Linked DNA regions of Mus musculus: all the other regions are linked to region 1. Evidence: chromatin contacts called from public HiChIP or PLAC-seq data. All regions are on one chromosome and are shown on one strand. The core of a region is the stretch at or near the end of the contact, and the rest is flanking DNA. Distances in the headings are between cores, read along the strand shown.

The links. HiChIP or PLAC-seq counts read pairs in DNA pulled down with a chosen protein or histone mark.
Region 2: a contact with region 1 is called in an H3K4me3 HiChIP or PLAC-seq map of bone marrow-derived macrophages, with 2.2 times the contacts expected there. The contact joins the enhancer-like site here to the promoter of Wdfy4 in region 1. A contact is called at or near these places in 3 of 39 promoter capture datasets (the 3T3-L1 cell line, HPC-7-derived erythroid cells and hematopoietic stem and progenitor cells) and 2 of 115 datasets of contacts at active chromatin or transcription factors (bone marrow-derived macrophages and pro-B cells).
Region 3: an H3K4me3 HiChIP or PLAC-seq map of bone marrow-derived macrophages shows a contact between it and region 1, with 2.9 times the contacts expected there. The contact joins the enhancer-like site here to the promoter of Wdfy4 in region 1. A contact is called at or near these places in 2 of 39 promoter capture datasets (neutrophils and pre-B cells), 2 of 484 Hi-C or Micro-C datasets (bone marrow-derived macrophages and neural stem cells), 3 of 115 datasets of contacts at active chromatin or transcription factors (bone marrow-derived macrophages, large pre-B cells and microglia) and 3 of 9 other capture datasets (adipose tissue, liver and pancreatic islet).

The regions. Positions count from the first base shown.
Region 1 is chr14:33,183,591-33,186,429 of GRCm38.p6, reverse strand. It overlaps Wdfy4 (WD repeat and FYVE domain containing 4), which reads left to right and starts at 1,364. Exons shown (of 59, transcript NM_001146022.2): 1 at 1,364-1,562.
Region 2 is chr14:33,098,567-33,101,617 of GRCm38.p6, reverse strand. It overlaps Wdfy4 (WD repeat and FYVE domain containing 4), which reads left to right. Exons shown (of 59, transcript NM_001146022.2): 21 at 4-115; 22 at 523-713; 23 at 2,449-2,601. Among named protein-coding and RNA genes, the nearest start is that of Wdfy4, 85 kb to the left of the region's middle. Within about 2 kb of position 1,502, at least 40 of the 459 cell types and tissues checked have an H3K27ac peak or open chromatin away from gene starts, as enhancers often do. A contact at or near this core is called in bone marrow-derived macrophages, where this site is marked.
Region 3 is chr14:33,302,278-33,305,391 of GRCm38.p6, reverse strand. All of the region lies in intron 4 of Arhgap22 (Rho GTPase activating protein 22), which reads right to left. Among named protein-coding and RNA genes, the nearest start is that of Gm41130, 72 kb to the right of the region's middle. Within about 2 kb of position 1,746, at least 41 of the 459 cell types and tissues checked have an H3K27ac peak or open chromatin away from gene starts, as enhancers often do. A contact at or near this core is called in bone marrow-derived macrophages and microglia, where this site is marked.

The DNA.
Region 1 (2,839 bases), core at 115-2,614:
GGTGTTTCCCTTCCACATGGCAATGCCCACCTGTGGAAGGAGTCTCTCTGCTCCCCTGGTGGGTGGCTTCTGCACTGGGCCTGAGTTGTTTGCTGAGCCCGAGTGTGAAACTTTCCCCATAGGAAAAGCTGGAGTTATGGGAATGTGCATATTGTAAAGGCACAAGGCTGCAACATCCAATCAGAGATTCCTCTCTGCTCTTATAAGTGCCTGGACCCTGCCCTTTCCCCTACTGACCCACATTGTCCTGTGGGTCATCTGGGCAGAACATCACCTGCACGAATGAAGTCACCTCATCAGGAGAACACCCCACTTTCTCCTTTGTGTGTTTCTGAGCCTCACACTCCTGCAACCCCTAACCCTTGGCTTTGTCTCCCCCAGTCCCCCCTGTGCCTGGCTTATCTACAAAGACGTTTCTGATTTTCTCTAAGCTTCTGCTCCAATCTAGTCTTCTCCATCCTGTGGAGACATTAAGAACTCTGCTGGGGTCTTAGAAAGAGCCATTCTTCCATATTGGTATTCCACACACCTGCTCCCATACCTTACCATTTAGAGAAGGGAAGGCATTTAGATTTAGTTCCTAGGGATTTGAAATTAGGACTGGGAGGCTGAGGGTTAGGACGAGGAGCCATACGGACCCCAGCCTGCTGGGCACACAGCTAGTAAGCAGCAGAGGCGGAATTCAGACATGGGCACCAGGCTGTACTTTCCCTTCTGTTCCTAGGTCCCACCTGGCTCTGCTTGATCACCAAACACACAGTCTCAGGGGAGCTTTTGTGAAACCCATGTTGTCCTGCCAGTCATTGGTGAAGCAGCTCTGTCATTGGCTCCTTGGAGGGAAGGATGGGAAGGGCAGGCATCTGCTGACTTCCCACTTCTGCTTTCTCCAGGAAATGAAGAGAAACCCAGCACAAGTGATTCATAATGAAACACTGTTGTTGATGGCTGCCATGCGAGGCCAGGTCTTGGTCTGTTCCCCTGAGCTGAGCCATTGGAGGCTGGGGATAGAAGCACTCACACCATGTGACATCCGCAGGCTTTGACCACCACCCTCCAGGTACGTCTTTCTGATCTTGGATAAGAGAGATCAGCCAGGTGGGGGCTGTTTGTTGCGGTAGACTGCCCCGCTGCTTCCTGCAAAGCCAACTGTGGAGCACATGTGTGACCATCAGTACTTAGTCTGAATGCGGGGTGGCAGAGAGGAGGGACGATTGGCAGGAAGTGAGCGGTGAAGGAGGTCCTTGTGGTCAGTGCCTCTCAGCACCCTTGTCACTTGTGAGTTTTGCTGAGCTGACCAGGCACTAGATCATTCCTTACCCTCTGACCACGGGTTAAGTCCCTTCTTTAGACTCTGCTGAGAGGTAGGAGTCTGCCACAGCTGGGGAAAACTAACTCTGGCTTGTGCCACTGTCAAGGTATAGAACGGGACACTGACTGAGACGCTCCTCTCATAGCCCTGGTGTAGCTTGTGAAGGGTGGACCACCCACCCTGGCCTTCGGGGCAGCTGGGCAGACCTGGTCTTGCCCTTAGCTGGCCCCACCCTTGCCTGCCCCAGGATCTGGTAAGTAGAAGTCTCTTAAGGTGGCATTTCTTCACCTGCGTTATCACACGCAGCCTTTGAATTCCAATGTTTCTCATTAACAGCAGCATCTGGGCCACTGAGGATTGATCCCTTTCTCCTTCAAAACCCAGCTTTCAAGAACCTAATCCTTTGTCCCAGTCTTTCCGAAGTGATGACTGGGCGTTGGGTACTGTCTTTCTAGGGAATATTTCAAGTATAATTGTCTCCATTTCTATCCACTTACGTCCAATGAACTAGTAAAGAGACAAGTTACAGATGGGGCCTGTGATGCCGGTGCGGTGACATAAAGTGGGTTGGAGGAATGTGCAGGATGGACAGGGAGGGCACACATCTGCTGAGAGGACACTGAAGGAGCCCAGCCCTGCACTGTGGTTTCTGAGAATTGCTCTTAAAAGCCTTCAGGAAGGCTTGGAGGTCAGTGTGGTACCTTGCAGTGAAGGGTGTGCTGGGGGCTGGGGACTAGCCAGAGAGTTGGGTGTGGGCTCAAGTGTGGGAAAAATTCTCCTGTCTTTACATCCTTGGTGTCTGGTCTGACCTCCTATGGGCCTAAAAGAGTTTTCTTTTTTATTAAATTTTAAAAAAACCTTATTTTATTATCTTGTGTGTATAGGTGTTTAGCCTGAATGACCCTCTGTCCCAGCTTTGGGATTATTGTTTCCTTGTTTTTATTTCTGATTCCTCCACTATCTCTAAATTGTTTAATACATGTCTGGTAGTTTGAATGGGAGTGCTTTCCTTAGGCTCATATATTTTCATACTTGGTCTCTAATTGGTGGAAATGTTTGGGAAGTGTTAGGAGGTGTGGCCTTGTTGGAAAGGGTGAGTTACTGGGGGCGGGCTTTGAGGTTTCAAAAGTCCTCTCCCTTTGTTTCTAGTGAGGGCCTCTCTCTTTGCCTCTTGGATGTGATTTTTAGACTCTCAGCTGTTCCTGCCACTGTTCCTTTGCTCTGACATCATGGATTCTAATCCTCCGAACCTGTAAGCAACAGATTAAATGCTTTCTTTTGTAACTTGTCTTGGTCATGGTGTTTTATCACAGCAACGGAAAGGTAACCCAAACTATATATGGCTTTATTTTATACTTTTTTGAACTTAGCCTGAAGTTAGGCGCGCGCGCGCGCGCACACACACACACACACACACACACACACACAGAGTATACTGTATGCATGAGTGTGTGCATATGTATGCAGGTACACATACCTGTGCATGCATATGGAGAGGACAGACTTTGATATCAGATGTCTTACTCTACT
Region 2 (3,051 bases), core at 253-2,752, 85 kb after region 1:
TAGATGAATATTTCCTCCCGTGACAATGCCACACCTGTGTTCTTGCTGAGAAACTGTGCCGGGCACCTCTCAGGGCCTCTGCGGACTCTCGGGGCTGTTGCTGTGGGCCAGTTAGGTGGGTCAAGCACTAGACTCTGCTTTGCTTTGGGGAGGAGGGCTTGTGCATTCTAGCCCTCTGGGGGTGGGAGACAAGATGGATTGTACTGGGGAGGTCTTGTGAGAAGGGCCGGACTGAGAACAAGCCCAGCCTGAGAGTGACCAAAGAGTACAACTCAGTCAGATTACTGCTTCTGGCTGATGAGCTCAGTGTGGCCTGTGAGCAGGACCCATGGTTGTATTGTCTGAGTGAAAGCAGCAGACCTATTGCCAAGACTTCTGGAGATCCAGTCTCTCTTTCCAGCCTATCCTGTTGCATGAGACTTCTCTGGCTGTACATGGGCATAGATACAGGCAACTGCCAGGAGTGCTGTATCACAGTACTGCTGGGACATACTGATGACATGTCTTCTTTGGCTCCCTCAGGGGTAAGGGTGTTCCATTCCAGCCCTGCTGCCAGCAGCCTGGACTACATTGGAGGACCTGCCATCCTCCTAGGCCTCATCTCCCTGGCAACAGATGACCACACCATGTATGCAGCTATGAAGGTCCTGCACTCGGTCCTGACCAGCAATGCCATGTGTGATTACCTGATGCAGCACATCTGTGGGTACCAGGTAATCCTGCCCTCCTGGCTGACCCTGTAGCTTCCCAAAGAGGTGCCATCCCCAGGATATGCCTGCCTCTTTTGCCCCAGTAGGTCGGAAGTGACTTCTGGGAAAGAGTGTCCCAGCAAGCCTTGCATTCCCCATGACCTTGATCACCCCAGATGGAGACTGTTGAGTGATTCATTGACAGACATGCTGCTGCCTACAGTTCATCGCAGAGGAGGGCCTGGTGACAGTCAGCACAAGGAGCTCTGTCTAGACCAGATTGCTTATCAGTCTGCTGCTGTAGCGTTCTCCTTGATGATTCCAGAATCATTTAGGATTGACCCATTCTGCCTCCCTCACAGGGGATGAGAGTCTGTATTATAGACCCAGACTGGTTTGAAATCCTGCCTCATCTTCTACCTTGTTATTCAACCTTTGAAAGAATTATTTACATCTGCTCAGTCTCCGCACCTGAAGAGCTGGGCTTTCATCCCTCTTGTCTCTTGGCTTATAATGAGGATGGAAAGACTTCATACAATTGATGGGGCTCAGATTCTAAGCCTGACTAGGAGCCAGTGCTCAGTTAACATTAGCTGCTTTGAGTTCTTAACCTCCTTGTGACAGTTCTCTCGTGTACAGGACAGGATGACTAGCCGACATGCAGATAGGGATGATTGTGTGAATTGTGTGTATGCAGGGGACTTAGAAGAGCGTCCATTCACAAAAGTTGCTGCAAATGTGCTTACAGCCTTGCCACGGCTATCTGCAATAGATGAGATCAGATCTTGCCCTCCAGTAACTTCCTGCCTGGTAGGGCCATGGCTTTGAGAGGAACCACAGGAAGAAGAGCCAGCTCTTAGGTCTTAGTTGGGGGAAGAAGGAGGTCAGATTGCAGATGTGTCAAAAAAAAAGTGAGCAGAATGGGGTGAAAAGATGTCGCACATTTGCTGATCACAAGCATCTCTTTCAGAGGGCATGTTGGAAGACCAACAGGAGTGTCTTGGGAGAACAGGGACAGAAAGTAGACTTTGTCAGAATCAGAAATAGGAAATTGGATTGTGTACACCGTGATCTGAGTCCCAAAGGGATGGGTGGCAGCTCAGATGTCAGCAGGGGGCTGGGTAGCCTGGGTTTTTATATCTCTAAGATCAGGAGGGCGCAAAGCTTTCTGGGAAGCATCTTTCTCAGTTCTGAGATGTATTTTCAGAAACAAGAGTCTTGGTCCCAGCGTCTCCATCCTAGAGTGGATGCTGCCCGTGCTCACCTTAGGGCAGGATAGAATGACACAGCCTGACCTGAGGCTGTGTGATCTGGGTGTGGGCCTGTGGTGGCTTCCTGACAGTGCTGCAGCACTGAGGAGAGGCTGCAGTAATGGATATATAGACCCAGTAAGAGACGAGGAAAGCACAGAGACACGAGGCGCGAGGTAACATCTCGTAAGCCCAGTAAAACAGGCACAGAAAACGAAGGGGCACAGATACTGGTGTGGGTGTCGCTTGTGAGAACATAGAATGAAGGATGGCAGTCCCAGAGAGTAGGGGGTGTGGTCTGAGGGCAGTGGGGGTGGTCTGAGAACATGGGGTGTGGTCTGAGAGCAAGGGGTGTGGTCTGAGGGTAGGGGGTGTGGTCTGAGAGCAGGGAGTGTGGTCTGAAAGCAAGGGATGTGGTCTGAGAACAGGGGTTGTGGTCTGAGAGCAGGGGCCCTGTAGGAACTAACAGTACAGGAGAAAGAATCCCACTGTGCATGTCACCTTTCCAGATCTTAGCCTTTCTCCTGCGGAAGAAGACATCCTTTCTAAACCACCGCATTTTCCAGTTGATCCTCTCAGTGGCTGGCACAGCGGAGCTGGGTTTCAGGCCGTCTGCTGTCACTAACATGTGTATCTTCCAGCATGTGCTCTGCAATTTTGAGGTAAAGCAGAGACTGGCCCCTAGGCCTTCGGGAATATGTGTGTAAGAGAGTAAAACACAATAATACTGGTGTTTCACCTTCCTTCTTAGTCTGATTAAGACCGGGATGGGGGGTGGGGTGGGAGAATCACAATAGCTTTGGAGCACAGAAACCTGGGTTTACAGTTCAGCCCTGCTGTCTCTGATGTGTATCACCTTAGGGTGTGTCTTGATCACTCTGATCCTCCTTATTCTTTTGAGATAGTCTTGGTATATAACCCAGGCTGGCTTTGAACTCATGCTCTAAGAGGATCCTGACTCAGCCCGTTTAGTGCTGAGCTTCCAAGCAGGTGTCGCTATGCCTTGATCCATTACACTTGTTTATGAAACTTACATTATTTCTTCTTTGCAAGCTGTCATACGGGTTAAAGACTCATATATATTTATGTGTGTGTGTGTGTGTGTATGTGTG
Region 3 (3,114 bases), core at 497-2,996, 120 kb before region 1:
CCCTATGGAAGCATCATGTGCATACTGCAAGAGAGAGGTTAGCAAGGAGTTACAGTGCTTTACTGGCTACTTAATTCATGAGCATCTATCTCATGGGGAATGGCCTGCCCAGTGCCTTATCACTCTCAGCCTAGTATGCCAAAGCAGACCCCCCACTCCTTGACCCTTTCTTGTGTGTTTAGGGAGAGGCCTAAACTGGGCCTAGAGCCAGACAACCACAATACCAAGAACTCCCCATGAAATCAAGTGTACAGGGACGGGTTTACCAGGTTTACCAGGATACTGCTGGGGTAAGAGAAAAGTCTACATAGAAGATGCAGACCCCCCCCCCCCAGGGCAACCTTTTTGGGGGGTACCTAGCTCCTTCGGGCCTCAGAGAGCTAATCAGAGACAGGGTTCTGGCCTTGAGCTAGCTCAGGGTGTAGCTCTTCCAGCCTCTGGCTCTGGGATTCTAGCTTGTTGGAATGGAGGTTCCTCACCTGTAATTGTGGGATCCATCAAATTCCACTACTTTGGAATAAAGGAGTTAGCACAGGTTAGCCCTGGGGCTAGTGAGATTAGCATGGCAAGAGCTTAGCTTTCACATAAAGGATGCATACACACAATAAATCACTTAGTTCTCTGGCACCCATATCCTGGTCTAGAACCTCAGAAACCCGACAGCTATCATGTATGAATCATGAAGGAGTCATGCTAATTCTGTTTTTGAGTCCTACTCTCCCAAGTCAGCAGTGGGAAGAGGAGAGAGCTCCATTTTCTGTGGTGCAGCTTCTAGGAGTTCAGAAAATCACTATGGATTTTGGGTCCAGGAGGCCATCTGGTATTTTCACCTGCAGTCATCTAGAGTTCTCTCTCTCTCTCTCTCTCTCTCTCTCTCTCTCTCTCTCTCTCTCTCTCTCTCTCCTCACATGCTTGATTGCATTGCATCTGCCTGGGTCAGGACCCTGATGCCTGCCCTACAGTCAGCTAACTTCCTTGGTGGCATTGCATGGTCTGTGCCCTGTCTCAAAAATTATCACACACACACACACACACACACACACATCAGTAGCAGTTAATTAGCAGTTAACCTGATGTAAAGAATCTACGATGTATGGATGGAAAAGGAGGTGTCAATTGAATTTATTTTCCTCATAATTCCTCTGGGAGCCTGAGAGTTCCGGCAGTGGCCCCCTCTCCTCTCTTCTTTCTCAGCTCTCGGGTCAATGATCTCAGAGAGGCTTCACAGTCTGTATAACTTTGGACAAAGATGCTCTGAGCCAAGTTGCAGTCAATATCCCATTTGCATCAGGTTTTAATTTGGTTCTCCTTGCCTGGTCACCATGAAAGCTCCAGAGGCCGGCTGTAGTGGCTCATGCCTTTAAGCCTAGTGCTTATGAGTTTGAGGTCAGCAGAGTCTACATAACCAATTTTAGGCTGGTCAAAAAAATAAGACCCCATATCAACACCCGCCCCCCATGCAAACTTCATATTATGCAATCCAAGCAAGACAAAAAGTGCTGGCAACCACACTTTTCTGCTCTCCTGAATTTAGTAAGCGGTGACCTGCATGTTATATATACCGACTAGGTGGGCATGGAGCCACGTACCATAGCCAGGCGATAGGAGCCCTGCACTCATTCCCCCAGTGACACTGTCCTCTTATGACTTGCTCGGTGACTGTGCATGCGGTTCTCTGGCTCTTTGAAACCTAGCTTGGAGATTGCAGCACATGAGTGGTGTTTGCATTGACAAGTTTGTCCACTAGGTGGCACTCACACCATTTCTTTTCTGTCACTTTCCACAGGATTGAAGGCTGCAATAGACTCTATGAATTAAACTTAAGTAGCCGATCATCTTAAGAACAATCACATCTCCAAGGGCTGTCAAGTTTTCCTCCTTGGGCGATGAAGGTACCCAGGGCAGAACGAGGGGCTATCCCAGGCTCAGGCCATAGCACTGGCAATGCCTCTGTCCGTTTTCCTGTCCTGCCCCGGGCTTCAGTGCTGGGAGATACCAACAGGGGCCTTCACAGCCATACTTCCTGTTTCTGTCCCCATGTAATTAGCCTCAACCTAGTAAGTAAGGTATTTACCTTGTCTCAAGATCAGGATGGTAAGCATTGTCCCCTGATTCTTTAAGGGCAGAGATTGTACCCTGCTTTCACCAGGGCCTCTGGAGGCCAGCTCAAGATCAGACCCATAGCACGGGTTACTGAGTTTGAGTGAGAAGGCTCCTTGGTGGCTCTTGTTTCAGGTGGGGTCACTCAACCTTCCCTTCTTTTGTTCCTTCCTTCTTTGTCCATGCTGGCCTCAAAATGGTAATTTTCCTGCCTCAGCTCTGTCACAGTGGAAATTCCAGTGCTTATTGCCATCTGGACCTCAACTTTATCATTACTATTCCTTTTCTAGCCACAAGGCCCCTGTCCGGAGCCTCTGTTGGAAACGGTAGTCACATAAAGCTCAGCCCAGGGCAGGCTGACCTCGGAGGTACAGGTCCCCTTCTGCCAGCTGTTTGACCTCGGGTGGTTCACCTAACATCCCTGGGCGCCACACCTTAACAGGCTATAAAGGGAGTGGAATATTTCTAGCTGTAGCCAAAATCTCCTGAGTCCCTGGGACTAGGTTGGTAGGAAGTCTCAAGACTTCAGAGCCTCTGGAAAGAGGGTAGGAAGGAGAGCCACCCCAGGGCCTCCATCAGCACCGGTGTTGAATTCTCTCTGCACAGGGATGTGCAGTGCTTGGAGCACAAGGGGGTCCCTTACCCACCTCTTCTGCTTTTCCAGAGTGACCTCAGTACCAACCTGCTTCCTCCTGAGGTCCTAGGAGGAGCTGTGTATAACAGAAGCAGTAACAGCAGAAATGAGCAGATCTGAGAGCCCCACAAATTGGGTGCTCAGCCAGGCAATCGTTTCTGTGCTGGGAAAGGGGTCAGAGACCAAGCCCTTAAACCTCACAGCTGAAGCACACACACACACACACACACACACACACACACACACACACACACACACACACACACACATTGTGGAGTGTTAAAAGAAACAGTCAGGTCCAGAAGGCTCTGCCCTCACAATGAACCAGCCCACTCGTGAATCATCTGTCATAAGAGCTACTTTGGCCTGCATCTTCTTGC